Linked DNA regions of Pan troglodytes: region 1 is linked to region 2. The links are chromatin contacts, called in public Hi-C maps. All regions are on one chromosome and are shown on one strand. The core of a region is the stretch at or near the end of the contact, and the rest is flanking DNA. Distances in the headings are between cores, read along the strand shown. Region 1 overlaps DAAM1 (dishevelled associated activator of morphogenesis 1). Region 2 holds the start of DAAM1 (dishevelled associated activator of morphogenesis 1).

Region 1 (2,700 bases), core at 25-2,524, 160 kb before region 2:
AACACCATTGTGTGGCGATGCAAGGCCAAGGAACAGTAACAATAGGGAGGGCTGAAACTGCCACTAATGAAAACCAACTGGCTGTGAAAACATCTATAATCACGAGGAGAGCTCTGCTTGTAAGAAAAAAAATAAATTAGTTCTGTGTCCTTTTCACACCGAGTTGAAGAAACCATTTTATGGTGTAGTTCTGCTGAGTCCTTCTGTTTTGCATTTAAAAGAAAAGGAGTTGAAAATCAGAGCGAGAACAATACTTGAAGTATCAGATTTGCATTTCATTAGCTCCCCATATGGAGCACAGAACTTCTTGCTTTTGAAATTGTATATATTTATGCTCCTCAACCCCCAGAGGCTGTCTGGACTAAACACTAGCTCTAATTCAAAACAATTTTGGTTTCTCTTAATGTGGCCCACAAAGAGACTGGAGACTTTAATGGCTAGCACTTAAGAAAATCTACCTGTCAACATAATGCTATGCACGCGTCCTGTTGGATCAAAGAAACCCTACCTTAAGGGAAAGGGGAGAAAGGTACCCCGCCCTCAGGGATGGTTCTATAGGTTGCAGAGTTCTTAGTATCATCTGTCATCCACAGAATCAGTCTCTAATCTCTGTAATTAATTGCTTTTAAAGCTTGGCAGTGTTCTGAAGTGCCAGAGGGTGGCAACTTTTGAGATATCTACTCCAACTTTCTTTACAAGGCAGGAAACAAACCAGCCATCTTAAAACAGTATTCAAAACTCCAGGTTGCTCTACTCAAGTATTTCAAAAATTTGCCAAGAGAATTGGAACATCCAGGCGTAATTAAAATAAGTTAAGGATGGATGGCTAGATCAGCCTTAGCTCTGCTTCAGTGGATTTAGGCCAAATCCCCCTACTTTAGAGTAGCTTTTTGTGGTTTACTACACCCAGGCTGCTGTGCTAAGTGAGCATCTGGAAAAAAAGAACGGCAGAACACTTCATAAAATTGTGTTTTAGGTGGGTTCATTTTGCAATATAAACCTGCTTCCAAGTTTCTGTCTCCCCCGCTGCCACCCCCAGGCCTTTGGCAGCGAGGTCTGTTTTGGGGAATAAAACAGAGTAAATTTTAAATTGCTACATGTCACCCATGCACACATACCAGTAGAAAAGTTGCTTATTCCCTGAGGACCTGAGGAACGTCTCTAAGACGTGCCCATTCTACTCTCTTCCCATGAAAAGTATGGTCCCTGGTGCCCTGGAGCTCCCCATTCAAATGCACACCTTTTAGGCCATCTCTTTCTGAGAGCTTTGAATGATTTGGTCACTCATGCTGCAAATATCCTACTCACTCAGGCATGGGGAGTGCTGGCACCTCCTCCCTGCCTTGGCCTCTTTCCAACTGCCTGCTTGGCTCCAGAGAAAGCTGTGGCAGGTGCCCCTGACCAAAAGGTCCACTGACATTTGTAAAATATGAAGAAGACCTTTAAGATATAATCTTAAATACTGTGAACACAAGCGTTCATTAAAATACAGCCCATGGAATACGCCACAGGCTTTCACTGTGGTGAACTTTGGTGTAATGATGGCATTGCCAGGAAATAAATCCTAGACAGCAAGATAAGAAATAGAGAAGTTCACCAGTCTCTGGGAATGAAATAATCAGGAAAGAAAGATAGTAAGTGTGAGAAGGTAGGAAATGCTGACACAGAAACATTCCTATTCATTGTCCCCAAGCATAAAATCAGCCTTCAAGGGCTTCTTCATCTCTCTCCAGGCTGTCGTTAGTCATCAGGTCTCACCTGGACAAAAGAGGCCCTTATCTGATGGCTGCCCTGGTCCAGCTGTTAACCCCTTCTAACCTGTCCTGCGAAACCAAAAGACCAAACTAAAAAACCTTATTAAACAAACACACAGTGTCCTCCTACTGAACAAAAGGCACCAGTTCTGATCCCATGGATACATAAATAGGACACTGACTGGGCAGCTCCCATGCAGGCACCCTTCCCGGGGCTGCACACATCCTAGGAGGAATTCTCACCTGCTGCTGCAGGGCTGCTACCCTCATGATCTTCATTTTATAGATGAGGAGGTTATGATGTGATTCTGGGCTGACTCATGCCCTTATAAATGCACAATGCCTGAATTTCGGGCTCTCCTGCCTGGTTTCATTCAATCCAATTGATAATTTTCTGCCGGGATTGCAGGGCTCTCTACTAACTGTGCTTATGTCCCTCCCACATCATTGCTGCTGCACGCCTCCTTGACACCACCTTCCCGGCCCCTCCTCTTGTCATATAACAGTCCTTGCCTTTGAGGCCTACTTTCTACAATAAGCCCTGCTGGTGCCCCTCCTACATGGCCGGGCTCCATGTCCTTCAGTCAGACCAGTGTAAGCCCTGAAGTGCGCACAAATCTTCTCACAGGTGTCATTTTTCTTCTCCAATTAGCCATGTGCTTTCAAAGGCAGCAACGTTATCTTAACTTTTGGTACGTCCTATGGCACTCAGCACAGTGCTGGGCAAAAAAATGCTCCAAAGTGGTGACTAAGAGAAAAAGTATTGAACACGTTTTCCTACTTCTTTCTCCTTTTATGTCCCCAGCTCCTTTTGTGCATAGTAATAAATTGCCAACAAAAAAGGAAGAATGAAAAGTAAACTGCTGATTGGTTAAAAAACTAAATAAAATACAAATTATAATTAAATCTGCCTAATTTTTTCACTTGTACCACAACATTTAACATG
Region 2 (2,700 bases), core at 22-2,521:
GGCCTCCTGCACGTCTCCAGAGGGCAAGCCGATCACAAGCAGTTGGCTTTCAGAACCAGCTGGGTAAACCCGATTATCCAGCCCTCCTGCCCCACAGCGAGCCTAATCATTAGATTATCCGACACCTCCACCCCCGCGCTACCACCTCCTGGCCCAGGGCTTCAGGGCAGGCGCTTCGCCCCAGCCCAGGTGCTCTACACCAAGGGACCGTGGAGACTGAGATGCGCCCTCCCGAGAGGGACGGGCGGCAAGAGCCCTCTGCGGTGCCTCACAACCGGGTCCGCAGGCGGCGCAGCCTCCCCGGCCGCCAACACCCTGCTCTCCCTCCGCAACGCCCGATTTCCCTTCTCTCTGTTTTGAAACATTTAGGTCCAACTTAGTCTGAATTACAGGCGCTCCGTCCCTTTCGAATGGGGCTGGAAGTGAGGGTGCCAGGGGCACTGGGGGCTCTGCTCGGACGCGAACGGGTACACGAGTCCCTCCTTCCCTGTCGCCACCGCCGTGTCCACCAAGCCTGCCTCGGGGTTCTCCCTCTCGGAGCCGCCGGGCCGGGAGCTCCCGGACGCCGCTGCAGTACCCGCGGCCCCAGCCCCGGGGAGCCTTCAGCAAGGCGGCGAGTGTTACCCCGCCAGCTCCCCGGCCAGCCGGGCGCCTTAGAAAGAAAGGGAGGGACCCCAGTCCTTGGGGGCGTCTTCCTCCCTGCTGCCTCGGTTTGCGTTGCGCTGCAGCCATTTTCCCACCCCCAGCTAGGCAGCCGAGAGCTGTCTCGGTCCCGTTCCCACCCAGACCCAACCTGAAGGACGGGTTTAATATTTACCTACTGGCCCGGGAGCTCCGGGGAGGCAGCAGGAGGGCGCGCCGCGAACCCAGCGCCCAGCCCACGGAAGCACGCCCACCCCCGCACCACTGAGCGGTGCCACTTAATGAATGAGTGCGGCGGGCAAGGAGGAGCGTCCCCCTTACCTGAGCAGCCCCTGCATGCTGGAAAGGCGGCTCTGCACTCTGGGTACAATGGGATCCGGTTAAACAGTTTCCTTCACAGCCGCTCGTAGGTTACTAACTCGCAGGTGACATCACCCTCTCCTCGCCTGATAGGATACAAAGTGGCTCCCACTGCGCATGGACGCTCCGGTCGGGCGCGCAGACTCCTGGGAGTAGTAGTCCCAATCTATTAGCGGAGCCGGGACAGCTTTGCTGTCGGGACTCGTGGAACTACATCTCCCGACACACTCCTCGGCCCTTCTGCCCCGCCGCTTATTCCCGCCCCCTTCAGGACCCGCCCCCTCCCAGCCTTACAGCCTTGCAGTGTTAGCGGTGGTCGTTCCGAAGCCGAGCTGCGGACCGCACGGGAGAGTGGGAGGGCTGCCCTGCGGTCGTGTCTGTTGACTTGACCTCTACTTTGCCCGGCGCGGGCTCTGAAGGATCGGAGAGGTCCGGGGCTCGCGTGGTCCGGCCAGGCTCGCTCTAACTGGTCTTTCTTGGTCCCTGCTGGGAAGGGACGATTAAGACTTTTCTGCCTTCCCCAGGCGTAGCAGCTAATTCAGAGGGCTTACTGTTTTCTGGGTTAAATACGGTCCTCGAATTCTCCCCGCTCAACACTTCCAGAGGATGGGGCGACGCCGGTCCCAAGGCGGAGGAATCTCCTTGTACCTCCTCAATTCACCTTTCTCTTTTCTGCTTCCCGTTTAACGGAGACAAGGTGACCAGGCAGAACGCGGGGAACCACTTAGTCGGCTGAGCTGACAGAATAACGGAGGTTGTCACTACCAGAAATGCGGTGTGATAGACTAGACAGTCGCCGCAACCCTCCGTCAGGGCGCCTGCTGCTGCTGCAAAGATAATACTATCGTGCAGCCATGCTTTTGTTCATCCCTGCAGCAGACTTCCCGCCCTGGTGGCTCTCCACTCCCAGGAAGAAAACGTCCTTGTCTAAAGTTTTAATAATTGTGTATCTATGTATACACATGTTTTTAAATCCACAACACTCTCACCTCATTTTCCATACCTTTTCAAATATTTTTATAAAGACATTAAACCAAACAACATCGTGCCGTTCAAGAATTGCCCTGCTCTTAACACACCTAAATATTTATTTAAAGGTAAGCAAAAGGTGTGTAGCAGAATTCTGACCCTTTAGGCAGGTTGTATTGTTAATACATAATTTTTTCCGTGGCATTTTTCATTATTCAGTGAATACCAAGTGTCTATTAATATGAAAAGAATCAATGCATTTAGTTACTCGAGTTGTAAATGTAAATTTTAATGGCATTTGATGTGTCTCAATTCCATATAATGATCAGCTCACACACCCGTTCCACTAGCAAAATCTCTAGAAGACTGTGCATCTTGTGAAAAAAAGGTTCACAATTAAGATTTCAGACAACTCCCTACTGAAGTGTTGGTGGAACTCTTCTTATCATTTATTTTCTCCTTTCATTCTGCAACACTAAGTTGGGTTCAAGTGAAAAAATATTTATGAAATTAGTTGAGGATCTCAGGGGAGAGGAAATGCTTTGTTTTGCTCAGAGAGATGTTTAGCGATGAATTCTGATGTTCTTTTAACAAGCCTGTTCTTTATAGACAAGACCCACTTTTCTCCCCCGAAAGAAGATAGCTTTGAATGTTGCTCTTCTGTCCTCAGCTACTTCTTCCGTTTCAAATATTATCTAAAATGAACTCTGACAATATAAATTTTCCCCT

Evidence for each region. Hi-C and Micro-C count contacts between places; a contact is called where the count stands out from the background.
Region 1: a Hi-C map of stem cell-derived neural progenitor cells shows a contact between it and region 2, with 1.8 times the contacts expected there. The contact joins the enhancer-like site here to the promoter of DAAM1 in region 2. A contact is called at or near these places in 1 of 7 Hi-C or Micro-C datasets (stem cell-derived neural progenitor cells) and 1 of 1 datasets of contacts at active chromatin or transcription factors (stem cell-derived excitatory neurons).

Annotation. Positions count from the first base shown.
Region 1 is chr15:57,341,320-57,344,019 of NHGRI_mPanTro3-v2.0_pri, reverse strand. All of the region lies in intron 16 of DAAM1 (dishevelled associated activator of morphogenesis 1), which reads right to left. Among named protein-coding and RNA genes, the nearest start is that of GPR135, 120 kb to the left of the region's middle. Within about 2 kb of position 1,274, at least 6 of the 24 cell types and tissues checked have an H3K27ac peak or open chromatin away from gene starts, as enhancers often do. A contact at or near this core is called in stem cell-derived neural progenitor cells, where this site is marked.
Region 2 is chr15:57,185,767-57,188,466 of NHGRI_mPanTro3-v2.0_pri, reverse strand. It overlaps DAAM1 (dishevelled associated activator of morphogenesis 1), which reads right to left and starts at 1,271. Exons shown (of 24, transcript XR_010151139.1): 1 at 964-1,271.